Linked DNA regions of Mus musculus: regions 1 and 2 are each linked to region 3. A link is a contact called in public Hi-C and HiChIP or PLAC-seq data. All regions are on one chromosome and are shown on one strand. Each heading gives the region's core, a stretch centred on a gene start, on an enhancer-like site or on the middle of the called end of the contact. The rest is flanking DNA. Distances are from core to core; before and after follow the strand shown. Region 1 overlaps Tnr (tenascin R). Region 2 overlaps Tnr (tenascin R). Region 3 has its middle 73 kb from the start of Mir1843b.

The links. Hi-C and Micro-C count contacts between places; a contact is called where the count stands out from the background. HiChIP or PLAC-seq counts read pairs in DNA pulled down with a chosen protein or histone mark.
Region 1: a contact with region 3 is called in a Hi-C map of cortical neurons, with 1.9 times the contacts expected there. The contact joins two enhancer-like sites. A contact is called at or near these places in 1 of 15 datasets of contacts at CTCF or cohesin (the NIH/3T3 cell line), 2 of 484 Hi-C or Micro-C datasets (the NIH/3T3 cell line and cortical neurons), 3 of 115 datasets of contacts at active chromatin or transcription factors (embryonic stem cells and stem cell-derived neural progenitor cells) and 1 of 9 other capture datasets (embryonic stem cells).
Region 2: a contact with region 3 is called in an H3K27ac HiChIP or PLAC-seq map of stem cell-derived neural progenitor cells. The contact joins two enhancer-like sites. A contact is called at or near these places in 3 of 115 datasets of contacts at active chromatin or transcription factors (acute myeloid leukemia, embryonic stem cells and stem cell-derived neural progenitor cells).

What each region holds. Positions count from the first base shown.
Region 1 is chr1:159,817,973-159,821,410 of GRCm38.p6, forward strand. The region is part of intron 2 of Tnr (tenascin R); the gene reads left to right. Among named protein-coding and RNA genes, the nearest start is that of Gm31348, 36 kb to the left of the region's middle. Within about 2 kb of position 1,744, at least 14 of the 459 cell types and tissues checked have an H3K27ac peak or open chromatin away from gene starts, as enhancers often do. A contact at or near this core is called in cortical neurons, where this site is marked.
Region 2 is chr1:159,739,080-159,742,780 of GRCm38.p6, forward strand. The region is part of intron 2 of Tnr (tenascin R); the gene reads left to right. Among named protein-coding and RNA genes, the nearest start is that of Gm31348, 43 kb to the right of the region's middle. Within about 2 kb of position 2,347, at least 18 of the 459 cell types and tissues checked have an H3K27ac peak or open chromatin away from gene starts, as enhancers often do. A contact at or near this core is called in stem cell-derived neural progenitor cells, where this site is marked.
Region 3 is chr1:159,411,698-159,415,044 of GRCm38.p6, forward strand. No RefSeq gene overlaps it. Among named protein-coding and RNA genes, the nearest start is that of Mir1843b, 73 kb to the left of the region's middle. Within about 2 kb of position 1,949, at least 41 of the 459 cell types and tissues checked have an H3K27ac peak or open chromatin away from gene starts, as enhancers often do. A contact at or near this core is called in cortical neurons and stem cell-derived neural progenitor cells, where this site is marked.

The DNA.
Region 1 (3,438 bases), core at 494-2,993, 410 kb after region 3:
CTTTCTTCTCAACTCCTCCACACGACTTCATTATCATTCATTTTCATGAGTCCCCCTTCTTCTAGATGGCATCTTTTCTCCCCCTATTTCTGAGGCTAAAACAATGGAGGGGAGTCCACGACACACTACATGTCTCATCCTCTCCAGCCTCTTAGACACACATACACATGCACACACACACACACACACACACACACACACACACACACATATATATATATATATCCCAGAGATTGCATTTGAGTTTCCCCACAATACTACCACAAAGCTTAATACACAGTTGACATCCAGGACACATGTTCAAACCATTAACAAAAGAACCTAGTTGACCTGGAACCGTGGGGGGGGGGGGGGGGAGGGAGGTCAAATGTGGCGAGCACTTGACAATGTAAAAGCATGTGCTTATGCCCCGGGTCTTTCTGCTGTGCTGGACAACAATATTGTTCTCTAAATCTCTCTGGGTAGTCAGGAGATGCATAGCTCAAATTAAAATAAGACGGCAATAAAGTGACACACAAATGTGTGATTGTAAACGCTGAAGGGACTTTACTTAATCAAGTAAAAGGGCATAGCTTTCTTACTGCCACATAATGCAAAGGCATTTTATTACTCTGGCAATTGCCAAAAAAAAAAAAAAAAGTCAAATGACTTTATGGGGGCTTCTTCTAAATTACCTTTATTAATGCATGTAATATTATTGAAAAATTATACTACAGAGTAAATGTTCCATTGAGCTACAAGTTGCCCGCAGGAATGTGTTGTAAATATACTTAGGTGAATATGTTACTATCTTTGCAAGCCACTTTGCACTTATGACAGCCTTGGAAAACCAACCTAGCAGTGAGCACCAGCAAAGGTAGGGGGATTTTGCAGTGAATATCCACCACAGGTAAGCCTGCAATGCCTGGAGAGAGATGCATTGTCTTTAAGCATGATAACTTATTTGGGAATTGCTTCTGAACATTTTTGCCGACTCCTTGGATCTTTCTGATATGTTGGCATTTGCTTTTAGAAACCTGTTTGGCTGATTTGAATAAATATGATCTGGGGCCGTTGACAGGACGTTTCATATTTATTGCAGTTTAATGCTTGAAAACAGAATGACTAATGGCTGAGGCCTGCCAAGGTGAGGTGGGTGAAAGCTTTCTCCTCTTCTCTTCTGTCACTCTGTGTACATCTGCCTCCATGGGGGGAAATGCATTTTGTTGTGACTTACAAGATTTCTAACATACTTTCTTCTCACCCCTGAGTCAACCCTGAAAGCTTGCTCTCACTCTTAGCATCCAGTGAGCCACTGAATGTAACTTTAAAGACCTGGGTCTCAGAACAGGTGTTTAAACTCGTCTCTCTTCTGCGCCATCTTCAAGCTCCTCCTCAGGACCCCAGGGCTCTGCCTTCTAAGCCCCTTTCCTCTGGTTTTTTTGCCTAAGCCTCCAACCACTCTATGTCAAACTAATGGGAGTCATCTTGTCCTAATTTATGAGGCTATTTTACACGTCCTGCTGGCTTTTCTCCACAGTGACACCTACAAATTGTTTGAAAAGGGATACAGGAGAATGAGGGAGGGGGAAACAACAGAAAACACTATGTAAAAGAAGAAGCAAACCCAGGCTGCCTAAGCTGCCTGCCTGTACCCTTCCAAGAACCCCCACATCCCAACTCGCATGATGAGCATGCAACCACTGTGCAATGAAGCCACAGCCTGGAAAACCTACCGACAGATGCTGCTCTGCCCCTCTGTCCCCAGTGCAGCTAGATTCTGGCTGGGAAGACATCCAAATGCAAAATGCACCACGCTGCTACCTCTCTCCACAGTTCTGTTTAGTAATTCACACTCCTCTTCTTTGCTTGCTGAATTCCCACTGCCTCCATTTTAGGATTTTTTTTTTAAGCCTTACCTTCTTTTTTGTTGTTTGTTTTGTTTTGTTTTTGTTTTTGTTTTTGTTTTTTTGTTTTTTTGTTTTCTGTCTCAGGAATATGATGGAGTATTATGGAAGAATAGAGGGTGAGTTCTCCAGAAAGGGAGAACAGAGCATGGCTGGACCCAGGCAGTCTTAGGACTGGACTGCTGCAGTGTTTTCCCTAAGCAGCTGAGGAAAGCTGGAGGCTCCCTCTACTACTGACCACTCCAAGGACCTGAATTCCCACAGTCTTTAAATTGATGTAATTTTAAAACTATGGACACAGTGTGCACAGTGTGCAAATATCCACTGTGTGCGGGGTGTGTGTGTGTGTGTGTGTGTGTGTGTGTGTGTAGGGTGTGTGTCTACTGAGAACTAACCACTTGGTCATGTAAAAGTCATGAGTGACTTCAGAACAGAGGAAAATAGATGGTAGAGAGCTGAGAGGATATGCATTCTCTCAAAGCTGAGGGTGACCTAGATTAGTTCATATGCAGTTCAACATAAGAATGAGGTTACAGTTTCCAGAAAATGTGAGGATAAATAACCCTAATGTCAAGTCACTTCCCAGAGCCTGAGTTCACTAACTTACCATCGTGTGTTAATGCTAGTCATGTTTGAGGCACAATGCTAATTGCTGGAGGCACGGAAATAGCACAAAGATGAGTAAATTACATGTGATTTACTCATTTGGGGGCTCAGTTGGTAGGGGGCTAGTCATAGTTTGCATGAAGGCCTAGGTTTGATCTCTAGCGCTGTATAAACCAGGCATAGTGGCATATGATGCCTGTGGTTCTAGCACTCTGGTGGTTAAGTGAGGGAGATCACAAATTCAAGATTATCCTTGGCCACATAGCAAGTTCAAAATCAGTCTGGGCTGCATGAGAGCCTGACTTTAGATAGATAGATAGATAGATAGATAGATAGATAGATAGATAGATAGATAGATAGATAGACAGACAGATGATAGATAGATGATAGATAGATAGATAGATAGATAGATAGATAGATAGATAGATAGATAGATAGATAGATAGATGAATGAGAGAGGGAGGGAGAGGGACAGACAGACAGACAGACAGACAGAGAGAAAACCCACTGTCTACTTGTCAGGATTTGGATCATCCAGAAGGCACACACACCTCTGATATCTGTAGGGGAGTTTCAGAGATACTTAACTCAGGATAGAAACTCCACACTGAATGTGAACACCATTCAACTGCCCCAAGCTCTTGCCATCTTAGCTCTTGGTCCCATACCTTCCTTGCCCCATACTGTGAGCCAGAGGAAGTCCTTTCTTAAGTTGCTTTTGTCAAGTAATATGTCATAGCAATAAGCACCAGTAGAACACACACAGTCACCTTCATCCTCAGATGAGTTCTTTGAGAAATAAGAATAACCACAATAGGGATTCTGCCATTCCCACTAACTCATCTTCCAGCCAGCTTTCTTTCCCAGCCATATCCTCTCCCTCCCCATCAGAGACTTGGCTTTTCTTGGAAAGCAGTCCTTTTACTTGAATACTAGGTCCACTCTT
Region 2 (3,701 bases), core at 1,097-3,596, 330 kb after region 3:
ATATCTGCATCCATCCCTGCTATCTGAGGATTTTGCTCAAGGAATTAAAAGGATTCAAGAGAGGCCCCAGGTTCATGAATGAGACCCTAAGTGGTAAAAGAAATACATTGCCTAAGAGGAGCATCAGGAAAAGACAAGTGTCACCATCACATTTGGAAATGGCATCATCATTCCAGTGTCTAGTCCCCTGGCCTCTCAGTCGTAGCCTTCGAAAATGATGCAGAGGCTGAAGCATCTAGACTTGATATAAGCCTGCTATTTAAAGAGGACCCAGAGGATAAAGCCAGACTTCACGAGCACAATATCCACACCAGGGTTATGATCCATCTCAGTCTAGGGCTGGTTAAAGCTCCTGTTCCTAAGGAAAGCCAAATCAAGATGGAATGGAGAAGATTTCGAAAGGCAGATAACAGGGGCCCAGGACAGGGATGGTAGTTCTGCTGGGTCCCCTGAGGCTAGAACATCTTAGAACTCTGCAGAAATTGATTCAGAGGTAATTCTCAGAATCACCATTTTCTGGCAGTTATATCTGAAAGCCACCCCCAGGCATAGAAACCAGCTCATCTTTCCCTGCCAAGCCTTGTCACATGTGCACGGTGGGCCTCTCCAGAGAACATGGCTTATGTAGATTAACTCTCTCTCCCACACACTTATAAATCTCTTTTGCAAATGCTGCTTGGCATAGACTTTGACTTGCAGAAGTTACCAAACAGGAAGGAAGCCAGGTGACCCCGTGGCTCTTTAGCAATTTAGACCAAGGTAAGCTCACCGGGCTGGGTCAAACTGCCTGGATCAACTTGCTTCTCTCTTACCCTCGGTCCCCATGCATTTGTGAGCAGCTTATTTTAAGAGCTGATTAGATGAGCCCTTAATAACATTAGAACTTAAATGGCCCCAGATAGGCTTTCAGCTTCTTGCCAAATTGAGACAAATGTGATATTTGGGGCACTGAGCTCCCAGCTTCGTGGCTGCTCTGGACTACAGGCAGGTTCTGAAGCATTTTGCCTTCTCCCCTGATGCCCTGAAGCCTACAAGTGGGTTCGTTTGTATCTTTTGGGGCCCTTTCATCTCTAAAAGGCTAGTATTCTATGTCAATGGTCTTGTTGATCCTATATTTTCAAGGAAAGTTAGGTTGGTGATGAGGAGCCCAAAGAGTTGTATATTTTCATTTCAAGAGCCTACAGGAAATCCTCTCAGTGTCCTCCCCATACTTTCTGGGAACTTTAAGTTCAGGAAACAACCTTTGTTGAGCAACTACTACTTTAAGTCATTTAGTTCAACATTAACGTCAGTAATAGCAGAGTTTGGGTGGATACAACAGAAAATGATAAGATAATGCATTTCTGTTGCCTGAATATGTAAATCATAGGTTGATTCATTTTTAGGAAAAACAGATGTGTTGATCAAATAAATAGATAGAACATTCCAATTTAATTTAATACTCTTCTGTAATTTTTGGGGGGGTGGGAGAGGTAAAAACAGAATGGGAAAAGCAAAGAAAGTTGAAAGTGAACATAAAAGGAACCCCCCCCCGGAAATTGAGGTAAACATATTGCAAACAAACCAAACAGGTGGGCATATCTTCCCTTTTGTCTCTTCTCACACCAGATTTTGCATCCCCAGAACATAGTGAAACTCCTAACTCAAGCTTTCTCCTTTGGATATGGATGGTCTAAGCTTCCTTGGAAATGCACAAGTGCAGTCTACAGCACAGCTTTCATCTTTTCAAAGGAAAGTAAACTGAGTTCACCCTTGCACTGGGGTCAGGAGTCTCCTGCTGAGGTGTTTCCCTGAGCAGAACCAAGGAGCCTCAGGAGACAGCAAAGAGGAGGACGCTGAGGCCTGGGTAGTAGGGTGGACAAACCTGTCCTTCCACTGTGGCCCCACAAGTTCCCAGTTTAGCCCAGCCTTCACTCCCAGATTATTGGGTGGTTTCTAGTGCTTTAAACCATGGCCAGAACCAAATATCTCAGCTGAGTAGGCATAGCTTGCTTTAGCTGTGGGGATTGCAGCAGCTCAGTAGAGGTCAGCCCCCAGGATCATGTTTGATTCTATCTCAAACTCCAGTCAGTATGGGCTCAAAGACTGTTTGATGTGGAGGACTACAAAAGAAATGTCAGGGGCCTCAGCCCCTGAGTTCAGCCCTGCACCCCTGAGAAGTTAATCACCCATCCAATTGTGATGCACTTTCATGGCAAGCACATTGCCTGGAAGGTCACTTCTCATTACAGTGTGTTGCTAGTGTTGTATTTGTGGTTTTCTTTCAACGTCTATGGCTGTGAAAACTCAGTGCTGTTAGGTACATGAGTTTGCTGGCCAGCCCTCTTCCCCTGCCAAACCTTGGGCTGTATACAAAGACTTGTTTCACTCCATCCTCTACTCCAACCCTTGCCAAGGTTCACTCCCCCCCCCCAGTTCCTGCTTTATTCTTCTCCCCCAAAGTCTGATCCAATGTCTCTTTTCTTATTTATATTTTATTCTCTGTAAGCCTTTCTCTCTCTGTTTAGAGAAGACTTGTTTCCATTTAAACAAATAGAAGCAGCTTTCTCTTGCTCCACTGAACCTCTGTTGCCTTCTCTTAATCTAAGCTCTGTGGAAGAAGGTTCTACATTTACATAGCACATTACTCGGTCTTTAACCGTGTGGACAAAAAGAGGTGGCCTACTCACCCACACAGTGAAAGCATTGTGACTTGGCAGAAATACATTTAGTAAGTAGCATGTGCCATGACCACTGTGCATTTGGATCCCATGCAGGGTAGATTTATCAGGATATCAAGGATGCCTAGTCTCTGCCCCAAATGACCCAGTACTGGGATAAATGGAGAGGTGGTGCTGAATACAATGGAGAGGTGCACTGAGAATCAACAGCTGTGCCTTCTGGATAGGAGCCAAGCAAGTTGGACAGGAGGGGACACATGAGGGGAAAAGAACAAAAGAGTGGATCTGTCTGCGTGGAATGAACGGCATGGGAAAAGGAAATGAGGTCACTGGGGCCCAGGTAATGTGAAGTTTAGTGGGCACTGTGCCCACCAGGGAAGCAAGGCATACTGAGGGTGCACATTCTATGTGACACATTAGAAACTTTAACTCCTTGTCGAGAGTAGGGGAAAGAGAGAATTTAGAGCTAAGGCATAGCACAATCAAATTGCCTTTTTAGAAAGATCACTGTGGAGCAGCAATGTGAGAGGACATGAAAAAGGAAGCTGATCTAACAGTTCAGACAGGATGGTTGGGACCTGAACCCAACACAGCTTTGTACATGGATGAGAGCTCCAGACTCGCCTTCTCCATCCTCCACAACTACACTGGGATAGATGATGTCTCTTCTGCCCTAAAACCCCAGAGCATGTGTTGTGCTATTCTTATCGAGCTTACTCGATGTGTACTGCACTTATTGTTCATTTCTGTAATGTTTCTGATCAAATTGTATCGCTCTCTCCCCCTTTGCAAATTACAGTACCTTGCTCACCGTGAGCACTGAGAGAAAGGTTATTTAGTTGAATTGAATTTTCAAGAGCTTCAAACCATGAATAATTGAGGAATCAGCCATGTATAAGTGCTCATCATTTACATAATTGTGTAAACAAGCTGATAAAAAATTTTTATTTTCCCCACTACTTTTATTATCCCGGAATGCCTAACTTCACAGCTCTCCAGGTTTCAGGGAAATAATTTTTAAAAATATGTTCTGTAAGCCAC
Region 3 (3,347 bases), core at 699-3,198:
TACCTCACAGTTACTTACTTAACCTATTTTAAATCAGGTCGTAGCTTTAAAAAAAATTACCACATATTGTTTTGAAAAGAAGCTCCTGTGTCAATACATCTATTTCTTGTTGCACAGCATAGAAAGCCTCAAGCCTAGGAACTGGCCATGAGTGGAGTTTTGTCCCTCAAATTTTCTGCATATCCCCATGGGACAGAGGGAGGGATTGGCTTGGAGGGTAGGGGTCTTCTCCACTGAAGGAGGTGAGAGTGAAAGGGGGGGGAGACAGGGGAGGGCATATTTGGATGAACCAGGTTAGGGGTCATCTCTAGATTTCAAGCCTTTCTCTGGGAAACACTGCTAGGTTCTCTCCAGCCAGCCCATGGTTTTGGAAGAAGCCCCACTGATTTACTCCCCTGAAAAGCTGGTAGCCTTGCTCTCAGTCTGCCTGGATACCTGGCCCTCTCCCTCTAGAGTTTGCTATTGTGGCCTCTTGCCGATGCCGTCCTGGACACCCCAGAGCATGTGACATGTTCCCCAGCTTGATTTCAGAGTCAAGCTTGAGCAGACAGATGTCTAGGCCATACAGGCAGGCTGGCTCCTGCTCCTTGCTGGAATGGGCTTAGACTGAGGGTATGAAGCAGGCTTTCCTCTCAAGGCCAGTCCCATAGAGTGCAGGCTGGGGCACCAGAAACATAAGCTTCCTCAGTATTTACAGCCTTCTCACTTCTACTAACTAGCTCACGGAATTTCTTCTAGAATTTCCTCAGAACTCTGAAGCAGACCATGCTACTATGAATTCATATATCCCTAGCTCACCTATCTCAGGTCTCATGTATCCCAAGACTGTCTCAAACTCACTTGGGTAGCCAAACAAGCCTTGAATTCCCGATCTTCCCGCCTCTACTTCCTGAGTGCTGAGATCATACACGTAGACACATAGACTATTATGCAACATAAATAAGTAAATAAACTTAGAAATAAAGTAAGTAAATAAACCTAAAAATAAGAATGTTAGAATACATATTAAACACACCTACATTTTTGGAGTAGGGCTCACTCTTTAGGTTCTGTGTTGTAAGTGCTGTTTATATTACCTGACATAATCTTGTGCCTGCTTTGTCTCACTTCTCAGGTGATGACAACGAGGCCCAGAGTTAAGAGCTTCCCTGCAACTTACAGAAGGCACATCCAGACCCAGGTCTGTTGCAGCTTCTACATCTCGGCTCTCCATTATTTAGCACCATGCACAAAGCTCTTGGTCTAATCTCCAGCACCACATAAACCCGAATGGCAATCCATGACTGTCACCCCAGCACTCACGTGGTATAGGCAGGAAGATCAGGAACTCAGGGCTAGCCTTGGCTACCTACCAAGCAAATTTGAGAAAATCTTAGGACGTATGAAACCTTGGAGAGAGTGGAAGTAACAAGGAAACTTCTACTGAGGAACAGGAGCTAGTGAATGCCTACATAGCCCAGCCATCCAGTCTGAGGTTTGAGTCCTTTGTCCACTCATGCACAGTAGGGCAAAGCTTAGTCCCACCATCTACCTTGATAGATGGCCCCATGCTGTCCATGGTGAAGCAGGCATAGTGGTACTTCCAGTTTGGGGCATCCTTTCTGTCTACTGTAAAAATTCCATTGTTGGGTTAGCTGCTTGTATTTCGTTCCCAACATGGCATTCTCCAGCCTAGAACCTCGTCAGTTAGAGGGGTGGGGCTTGCCATCTGGGTCTTCCACCATGGGCCTGGGGCCATTAAAACTCTCTTCTCTTGTTCTTTGACTCTGGCAGGTGACTCCTGACACAGCTGGGAGAGTGAGCCATTTCTTCCGCCCAGACAGCCGGCTTTGGAAATTATTCAGGAATAACAACCGGGCCAGAAACATTTGCATAAGGAATCACACAGAACAATACATGTTATTTAAACCATCTTTGGTTGGCAACAGAAGCAAAAAGCAGCTGAGATGAATCTGCATTGCAGATCAGCCTTCTGGAGCAAGCAGGCTGGTGTAGGGGTGGGGCACTGCTTGAGGCAGGGAGAGAAGAAAGCATCCTTGTCCAGGTGCCCCTTCCCAAGCGGGGTCTCCTTGCTGGCCTTTCTATGGCTCTTGTGCATTTTTCTCCTTCCCTCCCTTCTTCCGAGATTAATGGAAACAATTTATCTTCTAATGTGACTACAGCTTATGAATTCTTTGTCTCACTCTAATCCTTTAAATTATACACATAATAAAATATGTATCCAGCGATTTTAGGTCATAATTTGATATTCTAGGGGAAGTGGGGAGGGGAGGGAACTGAAGCCAGGCATTCTCAGGGTTTGTTCCTCTCCATTTGTCTTTATTTGCTGTCTTAACCATCTCCCCCTTTCCTCCTCTCTGCTCCTGTGCACATCATATTTCCACAGTGGGCCTGGGCCCTGGGCATGGGGAGGGGCACTGCTGGAGCCTGGGCTGAGGAGTTAGTTGTACTTGAGGTCTGTGAGGGGAGGCCACAGCCATTCTCTCACCTGCTCTGGCATCTCTTCAAGAGCAGCAGTTGGGTTTCATTTTTGCAGGGCAACCAGACTGAAGATTGCCTCTAATTACCAAAGGTCTCAAGGGGTCTTTAAACACCCAGATCTCCAAGTCATAGGCAGAATAAGGAGGTACAACTCAGTGTTGACTAGTGAAGGTTCACACTCATATCATAAAATCAAAGGACAATTCTCTTCAAATGACACTCCCTTACTCAAGTATCACTACTACTCCAAGATATAGATGCTGTCTGCTCTCAAAGTCATGGAAGGCTGGACTCCCTGCTGCCTGACTTCCCTTAACTGTACCTGCTTGGAGGGTGAAACTTTTTTTTTTCCCTTTCTCTCTTCTTTGTTCCTATTAGAACTTTTAAGGTGCTGGATAAATGTTACACCACAGAGCCATATCCCTAACTCTTGTTAGTTTCCTTTTTATTTTAAAAATGTAGCCCACTAAGTTACCCAGGTAGGCCTTGGGCTTGTGATCCTCCTGCCTCAGCCTCTTGAAAAGCTTAGATAAGAGTCCGTGCCCCAAGCTTGGATGGGAAGGTTTTCTATAATTTGCACTGGTCCTGTTGGGGCTGAAGAGATGTCGCAGCAGTTGAGTACACTAGCTACTCTTTCACAGGACATAGGTTCAGTTCTTAGGCTGTCAGCATCCACACGGTGACTGATAACCATCTATAACCCCAGTTCTAGGGGATTCGGTGCCCTCTTAGCATGTCAACAGGCAGCAGGCACATATATGATACACATGTATACATAAAAGCAAACATTCATCCACATAAAAATTTAAAAATGAATGAATGAATAAAATCTTAAAAAAGCAAAGAGCTTGGCTTTGGCCTTGTCA